Regions from separate parts of the Mus musculus genome. Here regions 1 and 3 are each linked to region 2. Evidence: chromatin contacts called from public Hi-C and HiChIP or PLAC-seq data. All regions are on one chromosome and are shown on one strand. Each heading gives the region's core, a stretch centred on a gene start, on an enhancer-like site or on the middle of the called end of the contact. The rest is flanking DNA. Distances are from core to core; before and after follow the strand shown. Region 1 has its middle 30 kb from the start of 9530052E02Rik. Region 2 has its middle 7.1 kb from the start of Gm32330. Region 3 has its middle 89 kb from the start of Gm15418.

The links. Hi-C and Micro-C count contacts between places; a contact is called where the count stands out from the background. HiChIP or PLAC-seq counts read pairs in DNA pulled down with a chosen protein or histone mark.
Region 1: an HNF4G HiChIP or PLAC-seq map of pancreatic cancer cells shows a contact between it and region 2. The contact joins two enhancer-like sites. A contact is called at or near these places in 1 of 15 datasets of contacts at CTCF or cohesin (the NIH/3T3 cell line), 3 of 484 Hi-C or Micro-C datasets (bone marrow-derived macrophages, embryonic fibroblasts and nephron progenitors), 10 of 115 datasets of contacts at active chromatin or transcription factors (the NIH/3T3 cell line, astrocytes, embryonic basal ganglia and 6 more) and 1 of 9 other capture datasets (embryonic stem cells).
Region 3: a Hi-C map of muscle stem cells shows a contact between it and region 2, with 2.6 times the contacts expected there. The contact joins two enhancer-like sites. A contact is called at or near these places in 2 of 484 Hi-C or Micro-C datasets (cardiomyocytes and muscle stem cells) and 1 of 9 other capture datasets (embryonic stem cells).

The regions. Positions count from the first base shown.
Region 1 is chr8:10,976,566-10,979,745 of GRCm38.p6, forward strand. No RefSeq gene overlaps it. Among named protein-coding and RNA genes, the nearest start is that of 9530052E02Rik, 30 kb to the right of the region's middle. Within about 2 kb of position 1,321, at least 163 of the 459 cell types and tissues checked have an H3K27ac peak or open chromatin away from gene starts, as enhancers often do. A contact at or near this core is called in the NIH/3T3 cell line, astrocytes, embryonic fibroblasts and 2 more, where this site is marked.
Region 2 is chr8:10,664,502-10,668,071 of GRCm38.p6, forward strand. No RefSeq gene overlaps it. Among named protein-coding and RNA genes, the nearest start is that of Gm32330, 7.1 kb to the right of the region's middle. Within about 2 kb of position 1,445, at least 121 of the 459 cell types and tissues checked have an H3K27ac peak or open chromatin away from gene starts, as enhancers often do. A contact at or near this core is called in the NIH/3T3 cell line, astrocytes, embryonic fibroblasts and 3 more, where this site is marked.
Region 3 is chr8:11,097,050-11,100,570 of GRCm38.p6, forward strand. No RefSeq gene overlaps it. Among named protein-coding and RNA genes, the nearest start is that of Gm15418, 89 kb to the right of the region's middle. Within about 2 kb of position 1,607, at least 113 of the 459 cell types and tissues checked have an H3K27ac peak or open chromatin away from gene starts, as enhancers often do. A contact at or near this core is called in muscle stem cells, where this site is marked.

The DNA.
Region 1 (3,180 bases), core at 71-2,570, 310 kb after region 2:
GAGTTTGTGTTTGCCACAAAGGGAGCTGTCTGCAGTCTTAACCTAGTCAACTTCATTTAATTCTTCATCAGTTAAGCTTTTGCGAGTGATATAAAGAAAAAAACCAGCTAGCCTGTAGGTTAAGGCAGCTGGAGGCTGAGGCAGGAGGATCATGAGTTCAAGGCCAGCGTGGGCTGATGGTTTAGTGATAGAGCACCTGTTTAGGGTCTGTGATGTCCTGGGAGAAACGAATGGAGAAAAGCTCGAGGCAGACTAGGAGCTGCTGCAGCCTGATTTCCAAGGACTTCATCTTGACTTCCAGACAGGCTAAGGGAACTCAGTCTGCTGCTAACAGAGACTATCTGCCCAAAGACACACCAGCCTGGGTTGATTCCTAGTGTCCCTTCCTTAGTCTCTGTATTGATGCCCCTAAGATTTAAAGCAACCTGTGCTTAGAGAAGTTCACTGGCCATGGAGTTCCACGTAGATGTTCTTCCTTAATTTACAGAGTGGTATTTTACAAATAAAAATGAGGAGTTCTTATTGTCTAAAAAATCAACAGAGAGGGGGGGCTAGGGAGATGGCTGGCTATGGACAGTCTCCAAAGTGTGAGTCCCCAGCACCCACATAAAAGTTGGGTGCAGTCATACTGCCAGTCACCCCAGTACTGGGGGAGTAGAGACATGCAGACAGACCCTCGGGGCATGCTGGCAAAGCAGCCCAGCTGAACTCTGAGCCCTAAGTTCAATAAAAGATTCAGTCTCAAAAAAATAATGTTTAGCAATTGATCACTACACACACACACACACACATACACAGAGAGAGAGAGACAGAGACAGAGACACAGAGAGACACACAGAGAGACACACAGAGACAGAGAGACAGAGACAGAGAGAGACACACACACAGAGAGAGAGAGAGAGAGAGAGAGAGAGACAGAGACAGAGACACAGAGAGACACACAGAGAGACACACAGAGACAGAGAGACAGAGACAGAGAGACACACACACACACACACACACACAGAGAGAGAGAGAGAGAGAGAGAGAAGAGACAGAAAAAGAGAGAAGAGACAGAGAGACAGATAGACAGACTTCTTCCCATTCTTCAATAACTTGTAGTACTGACCATGCTGCAATTAAACTATCACTTATCGTATCTACCTGTTCTTAAATAAAAAGGAAACACTGTTTTTCCCTCCCCAAGATAGCTGGTAAGGGCTCTTAACAAAAGGCTGGAGCTTCAGAGTGGAAGCAGCAGCGTGAGGCCCCTTTAGGGTGGGTGCTTTCCTTAAACAGTCAAGAAGCCAACCATCTGGCCCTGTATCCTGACTGAGTCACCAGATAAACATCCATGAGTGGAGGCTCTTGGAGGGGCCTGGCTGAAAGCTGCTCTCCCGAGGACTCCCTGCCTCAGGTGTGGCTATTGACTCAAGCTTGAGCAGGTTTTCAGTCACGCCTGGGCCCTTCCAGCTAACTTTCTCCGGAGCAATGGGATGGGAGCATAGGGCAGGGTGAAGCAGAAAGACAGGGTCAGCATCCTGAGCCTGGCAGCTTGGTGTCCGGTCCTAGGAGAATGCCAGGCAAGAAGTCAAAAAGTTCCTGTCAGCTGCCCTTGCCTTCCACTGGCCTGCCTGGGGTGTCCAGAGGCGAGTTCACTTCCAGACGAAGGCTGAGATTTAGATCTCAGAAGACAAACCCAGGCAGCAATTGACTGGAACAAGATGGGAGACACACACTTGACTCACACTGAAGGCATTATGTGAACTTTTGACTGCCAGGGAGGAACTGCATGTGCCCACCCTGTCTTCAAAGCCTAGGGGAGTGTACCCACTTTAATAACTCCCAGGAGGAAAGCAACACAAAGGGAAAAGTCTCTGGTGGGGAGGGCCCGAAGCCGGCCTTGCTGTGGGCCAGGAGGACAGAGGAGCTCAGAGCTGGATCAGCCACTTGACCGGACGTGGCCGTGCCAGGCAGCGCAGCCGGAAGCAGGAGGCGAGGACACTGAGCCAAGAGCTTAATGTCTTCAGAAAATGGCCCAGGCGGGAGGAAGGCGAACGTCTGCTCTGAGAGCAGTAAACAAAACCCTGGCCACTGGCCAGCGAGCTGCTGCAGGCATGAACCGAACAACCCTGAGCTGATCCTCGAAAGTTCAGGAGCATCCGTGCGGCTGCCGTCCGTCCGTGGGCCTGCAGAAGCCACGGCAATGAACCCGCACTTGCTTGGCATCAGGACCAGACTCTGCCCAGGCCTGGCTGAGAGGGCACGGCAGGGGACGGAGAGCCAGTGATAGATGGCTCGGGCAAAGTTGACCCAGGGACCAGTGGTGGAAGAGAGAGAGAAGCCATGGTTTTCACCCAGGAGTCACATATGGCAAGCCTGTAGCTGGGTGCTTGCCCGTGGGATGGGTCTGTCCCCTGCTGACAACATGAACAGAGACTTCTGAAGTTCTTTCCTTCTTGGGAGCAAAAGGGCTGAGTAAATTTGTTCTTGTACAAACAAGAGGAGCATGAAGATGGAGTAATGGCATCAGCCACTTAGTCTCTGCCTGGCAGTGAAGCTGCTCACCCATTCCAGTGCCATAGCTCTGGGACAGTATTGCAGTATCAAGCAATGGGGGTGGGTGTGGAGTGGGGAGTGGGGGGGTGGAGGGTAGGGGGTGGGGGCGTGGAGAGAAGCTGGCAGGAGGGATGGCTTCCTCCTGACTTGGGCAAGTATGTGTTCAGCATTGGCTACGAAGGTGGTTTCTCCTTCTTCGGGCATTATGGAACTTTCCAGATATATGACAGATGATTAAGCTGATGACATCTGCATCAGTAGATAACAAGAATGCAGCCTGGTAATTTGAATTCGACAGCGTTGGGACGGCATCAGATCTCATTAGCATGGGTCCAGCTCCTTTGCTCTCAATGTCATCAGAAACCTTCCCAGAGATCCACAGTGACGGGCACACATATGGCATTCTGCCACAAAGACCTACCTGGCCACACACAGGACATGGAGCACCAGAGCTTGAAGCACAGCAGGTCAGCCCTAGAAGGACCAGTGAGGCCAGCGTTCCTACACTGTCCTTGGATGTGCATAAACGAGAGGCAGAAGGCTCCTGCCTTCCAGTCTCTGCAGCAGTGCTTGGTCACCAAGGTAACCAAGCCCTTTATCGAGCAGGGGAGCAGAGAAAGCCGGTCCCCAGGATTTCACTGA
Region 2 (3,570 bases), core at 195-2,694:
TAGTAATTGTTTGTACTGATTACCACATTCAGGATTCGATTCACCTATAAGGGTGTGTGACCTGCCACATTTATGATTATGGGGAGAGGACTAAATCATTAGCTTTGATAGTTCTCAGAGCTGTTTATTGTGTCTCTGGAAGGCTAAATGAATGAATGTGTCAGTGTGATGCTGGTATTGGTTGCAACTTCCCAAACATAAAGTATGCCCATTTCTTGGATCACTAACTCAAATACACTAATGCTACCACTACAGATAAACAAACAAACAAACACAGAAGTCATTCCTTGCTTTGGATTGAGATAAATACTTCTTAGAGAATTCCCTTATGTTTATGTAGCTTTCTATATTTGAATGAGACAGAGCAAAGATCTGAACAATAATATTCATGTTTACAGCTAGCCTTCTTGGATCAGTGCCCAAGTGAGGTGGCTAATAGGATCAGCTCTGCGGCCTACTGTACCTCCATGCCCTCCCTGGGGAAGCTGCACCCTGGCACCACACTGGGATCTGGAATCCAAAGAATGTGTTTGCATTTATCCCACAACTCTCCTTTACTCAGGGGTCCACCCCTGGGATTCCATTCTGGTGACTTTCAAACGTGTAATTACTCATTAGTCCGTTCCCACAGTCATGGGGAGGACTTGTTTACTGTTCAGAGAGGGTGGGGAACGGAGTCTGGGAGTCTGCGTCAGTTGAATATCATGAATAAACACACATCTGCCGTGACCACAGCGTTCCTGAGCACTGGAGATTTAGGAATCAAAGTCTATGTCTTCGTTCTTCAGCTCTGGCACTCTCGGAAATTTGCCTGTAGACCGTCCAATAGCAGCCCCTGGTCCCGCCTGCGTCTAAGGCTCCTGTCAATAAATGATGAGCTGGGTTTGTGCAGCTTGCACTTCTATGTTTCTTGAGAGACCTGGTTCTGGTTAACACAGCCCTGTACTTTGGCCACACAGAGTTCTGGTGTCTCCTCAGGAGGTGAGAAAAGATGTGCCTCCCCGTGTCACAGCTCTCCAATACAACAGAAAGAGGCTCAAATCACATGCACAGAGCACTGGGCAGTGGGGAATCTCATCTGCAATCACCACAGGGCACAGTGAGTCCCCAAACCTCACACAAGCATACTTAGTTGCTGAGAATCACCCACCGGTGGTGTATTCACTTGGTCTGGCCTTGAAATATTTAGGCCATGAAGATAGTCTATGGATTGTGTAAATGACATTTTTTTTTGTTTTTGAGACACAAGTGCACGCAGAGTTGCCAAGCCAGTCAGTAGAGTATTATCTATAAAACAAACACGCCAGAACACCTTTCCTCAAGTCCCCCTTTTACCTCCAGGCCTCAAGCACCAAATTGGAGTTCACAGTGTTACAATAAGGTCTCCCTGCAAGTACAGATCCAATGCCAAGAGGATGGAGGGAGTTGTCTAGGGAACAGAGTAGGAGGACTGGGCTTAGTGACTAAGAGTTGTATTCTGGCTGAGATGCTAATGTTCCGGTGACCTCAGCCAAGTCCTGTAAATTGTTACTATCTGCAAAGTGGAGATAATCGACAGCCCTGCCCATCCTGCAGGAAGGCCGGCAGAGACTAATTAGAGAGCTCATTTGAGATTCAAAGTACTTTGTGGCCCACAAGGAAAGTGTTGGAAGAACAAAGGAAAAAGCTTGCGCTCTGCTCCTGCAGTCTGGGGACCACACCAAAGACTCTCCCAGGAATTCATCTGTTGGAGCACCAGTGTTTGTTAATTAACTGGTATTAGGAAGTCATTGTGGCTACCAGGGGTTAATGGAAAGACTGAACTTGCTGAGATGGGTCTATAGAGGTGTAAATCGAGGCTTCCTTTGCTGAAGGAGAGGAAGGGGTCCCTAAGCTAAGCATCAGGCTGCCTGGAGTTAGACATCCAGTCTTGCAACTATCTTCTAGAAATTCCAAGCAGGTTGCATGCAATATAGACATGTTTCATTTCAATGTAATAAAAACAAAAAGAAAACAGAGCTATTATTATTTTTACTATATCTAAAACAAAATTATTTTAAGAAATAAAGAGAACAAATTCATTGAGATGCCCTCAGTAATTCTTTTGTAATTTTGGAGAAGAGTTTTATCCATGTAGGAAATGGTATGGGAGCCTGTACACAGAGGTACACATGCATATATGTGTGTACGTACACACACACACACACACACACACACACACACACACCAGCCAAATCAGTTGTCTAGCAAGAAACCAGCATGATATTCAGGGACCCTTCCAGAAGAGTTTGGAGACCACCAAAGATGAAGTGAATGGTAACTTCAGAGTGAATGAAATTGATCCCCAGAGTTTCCAAAGCATGGCTCTGTGTTGCAGGAGGAGCCCGGGGAGCAGATGGGACATTATGAGAGCCAGTGAGATGCCTGTTTTTTCATTGACACTGCCTTTTGGCAGTACAGTCCATGGAAGCCATAGGACAGAGAGAAAGGGGTGTTACTGAAGATCCAAGGACCTTGCTCCCCGACCTGTGTGCTTCCTTTCTCTCCCGAGTGGGTACCCAGATGTGTGCATAAGCAGGTGCATGAAGTCTAGATGTCTCTAGACAACCCAAGCATTCTGGTTGGATACTGCTCTACAGAGGCAAAGCATGAAACACCGCAACGGGGTTCAGAACATGTCATCCTGAAACAGATTCTTTGAACATGAAGAAATCAAGAGACAGGGAAAGTGCCTTGGTCTCCAATGTTAATCCTGGAAGCACAGAAGAAAAAGAATAAGATAATGGAGGCTCAGGAAACTCAGAGCTAGAATGCTGTCGTTGGCCAACATGGGGGTTTTACTACACTTGGTCAGTCTTGGATTCTGGGGCCTGGATTGTTGATGGAGGCTGGCAGGAGAACCCTCCTTACGAGAACATCCTTAAGGGAGATAAAGCCATCCTTCCCTTCCCTAAGCTTCCCAGATCTTTGAAGGTCTCAGAGAGCATACTAGGTAGATTCCTAAGCAATGTCTAACAGACAAAAGTCATAGGAAACATGTTGCCCCCTGGCCTCTTCCAACATAAGGGGACCACAGAAACTAGGTGCTTTCAGCAGTGCTGCTCCAAAATTGGGATTGAGAGGAGTGAGTGTGCATGGCACATGGGAATTCATTGCCACTGCACATAACATCCTCTGCACATAATGTTTACTGCACATAACGTCCACCACACATAATGCATACTACGCATAAAGTCTCCTCGAAGCCCAGGCCACTGGTTCTGCCCTCACTCCTGAGCTTTCCTGACACCCTCCTGTGGGGAGCCGCCCTCACATTCGCCGTTACAAGATGGCGCTGACATCCTGTGTTCTAAGTGGTAAACAAATAATCTGCGCATGTGCCAAGGGTAGTTCTCCACTCCATGTGCTCTGCCTTCCCCGTGACGACAACTCGGCCGATGGGCTGCAGCCAATCAGGGAGTGACACGTCCTAGGCGGAGGATAATTCTCCTTAAAAGGGATGGGGTTTCACCATTCTCTCTCTTGCTCTTGCTCTCTGGCTCCTGAAGATGTAAGCAATAAAGCTTTTGCCGCAGAAGATTCCGGTTTGTT
Region 3 (3,521 bases), core at 357-2,856, 430 kb after region 2:
AGGGTTATAGCAGAGCCAAACCTAGCACTACTATTGAATTCTTATAGGATTAGCAGTACCAACAAGACTAGTGATATTCTGAGACTCACTTGTCTTCTGCCATTTGTACAGACAGCTTCCCATCATAACACTGAGAAGGCCAGGAGAAATCTGAGAAATGTGGGTTAAGAACATTTGAGTTAGACAGTATTTCCCAGAAAAACAGAAGCAATAGGATATAGTATGGGCATATGTGTGGGAGAATGGATGGACGGGTGGATGGATGGATGGGCAGGTGATGGGAAATCGATAACAAATAAGAGACATATTATAGATACTAGATAATTATGATAGAGAGATAATAAATGATAGATGAGAGATGTAATTGATAGATATATGATAGATAATAATAGGTAGGTAGATTGATTGATTGACAATAGATGTGATTGATATGTAGATAATAGGTATGTAGATTGATGATAGATATGACTGATACACAGATAATAGATAATAGGGAGATAATGGATAGATGATTTATTGATTGATTGATAGACAGATAATAGAAAGATAGGCAGATAGGTAGAAGAGAGAGATTATAGAGGCAAAGAGATGGAAAAAGGTATCTATGAGTCAGTCTGAAGCCTATGTTCTTCTTCCCAACCAAGAATCCTCACTGTTAATGCCAAGCCTTCTGACCATCCGATGGACTTCTCTGTGTGATAGAGGGTCCTCGGCTTTAGTCACAGATGCTGTAGTGTTGATGGTGGATGGTCACCACATCATAGCAGTGTCTACCCCACCACTCAAAGATGGTGATTGACAAGAGCCTGGCATACACACATTGAAACAGCTCATAAGTCACATGGGCTTTGAACCTAGGCAGACGTGGGATGCCTCTGCTAAGCAGGCTGGGCCAGGATTAGCCTTCCACTTCACTTCCCTCCTCTCTAGCATGGGAAGAATAAAAAACCCACAAAGAACAGCTGCTGAAGGAGTTACGTGTGCACTCAGAGACCACAGGATCTTGTTACCACCCCTTTGAGCACAGGAGGTGGCAAAGCAGAGAAAATTGGGTGAGCCTGAGAGTCAGGAGAAGGCTCTGAGAGCCAGAACAGAGTTCTGGGGGATGACCCTTTCTTCAAAGCAAGGAGCCCTGGGCTGGATGATGAGACTATCATAGAGCGGCCCCTCTGGGACCTGTCCTAGTTTGACACAATTCCACAGACTACAAGTACCTGATTACAATCAGGAATAGCCACCTCTGCCTGTTTGCTAAGGACAGCACCTCCCCTGGGTGTCTCCATCCTCACAAACAGCTCTGAGGTCACTATCTCCTTCCAGCACACTGCTGACTCTAAAGGGTGCCATTCAAACTCCTTCCTTTCTAGGAACCAGCTGATGACTTGAAGCAGGGTTTTTCCCAAGCCCACGAGCTGGTCCTGTTCTGCTGCCCACCCCCCGAGCACATGCCTTCAGCAGAATCCACAGAGCAGAGAAACAATAAAACCCGGTGCTTTTACTCCTGAGAGTAAATCACGAGACACAGAGCAGGTACAAATGTCCCTGTGACCTACAGCTCTGACGTGCGTAAGGCTGAGGTCACAGCTGACTGGTTGCCAGAGGTTCCTTGGTGACTGCAGAGATCCCGTGTCATTGCTTTGCTGTTATGTAACAGCCGTGACTTGAAGGGCTGCCTGTGCTCATGTGAGGACAGCCACCGTCTTCCAGCACCAGCGCTGGGTCACAAGACACAGACCTCCGTGTGTTGATTTCACATGAGGTCATCTGCCAATTTGACCCATGACAGAAATGAAATCCGGCTTTCCTGGGGGACCTCATTTATCACCCTACCTTTAGCTCTCTGGCTGTTTCATTTGATTACAGAGTAACTGAACCCCTAATAATATCATCAACCAACCACATAAAAAGGGGCAGCCATGAGTCTACGGGGCAGCTCAGGGCCTCATGGTTCCTTCCTCTTCTTGTTAGCTGAAAATAATTCTTGAAGGGGGAAGAAAAACATTTCAAAAAGAACTTTTCTTTTCCCAGAGATTTGAAGCAGGATGTTATTATGTGTCTTCTATTACATTAGGAAACTTTATTAAAACCATCTTTCTCTAGCCTTTTAAATCTGAGGCATGCAGCACACTTGGCAAGCGCACAAATACCTCCATAATGACGAACAGAAATATATATGTGTTTGTAACAGGCACACCATTGTTCTTATAAAATATGGCCCCCTTTCTATACTTTTTCCCTCCTGGCATTTTGGGAAAATAAGCCTTAGATCATTTTGAGATTTATCACCAAACACTTGGAATTCATGAAGCGAAATTGGGGCACAGGTTTCCCTTTCGGCTTCCAGTCTCCGTTGTTCGGTTCACATTGCTTAACTGAAGCCCACATTTGCCAGCCGGGTGCTCCAACAGGACTAGAAATTATTGAGTTTATCAAGTGTGATTTCAGACTGCGTAACATGCTTTGATGGGCTCTCATGGGTGCTACAGCAAGCCAGGCATGCTGTAGGCTCCGTGATCTCACAGAAAAGTTATCTTTTTTTTCCCTCAGCACTTGATCATTTACTGTGCTTTCAATGAGCTCCCAGCATGCCGAGCATCAGCCTCCTGTGAGTGTATCCGCCATCTGCTGCCCCAGCAATGCTAAGTAACAAACAGGAATGTTCAGTTAAACAAAGTGTCCACTGCATCCCCACTTCTGGGTTCCTGCTGATCTGAGTTCTTGCTAGTCAGTGCAGACTGACTAGATGGCTCCGCAGGTTTAGCTGTATTTCCTTGCAAATGAGGGTTTTCAGAGCCATTGCTTGCCTCCAGGGACCTCAGAGAAGAGGATTGAGGCTCAACTTTACTCCACCTGCCTTTCCATTGCTCAGATAAGTTTGTGTGACCAGACAGAGCATCAGAACAAGGAAATGGCAGCACACACAGGTACCTGCTGGTCTCTCTGGCCTTGGAGATGCTGCTACTCACTGGCTACAGTCAGTCACCTGGCTAAAGTCAGAGAGGGAGAGGGTCATAGGTGGATGGGAAAAGGTTTGGCAAGGAGGCAAGTGAATAGGTGGAGAGCTGTGTGTGTCTACTACATAAGTATGCTCCTGAAGGTGTGCACTGGAGAACAGTGGGGTGCGAGCCCAGAGGAAGAGAAGTGTTATGGCCTGTGTGTCTAGGAATGTTCCCTGGTGGAGGTCACAAAACCAGATGCACATTAAGACATGCAACATCCCAAGTAATTGCTGCCACACTGTAGCAGTGACCACTGACGCCCAAGGACTGGGGCTTCGTGTCTGCTCCTACCTGGTGTCTCTGCTTCCTTCTTCCTATTGCTTATCATGCTCTGTACCCCTCAAGAGGAGTTAGTTACCACCACCACCACCACCATGACCACCTCCACCTCCCACTTGTGTCCCTCCTCCTCCTCCTGTGTGCCCAAACACAGCCAGGGCTAACTCATTTCTTCAATACATTGTGCAATTCCAAAGTAGCACTTAGTAAGTGGAAAGGATTTCAGCAAGCACTTCCTCTAAT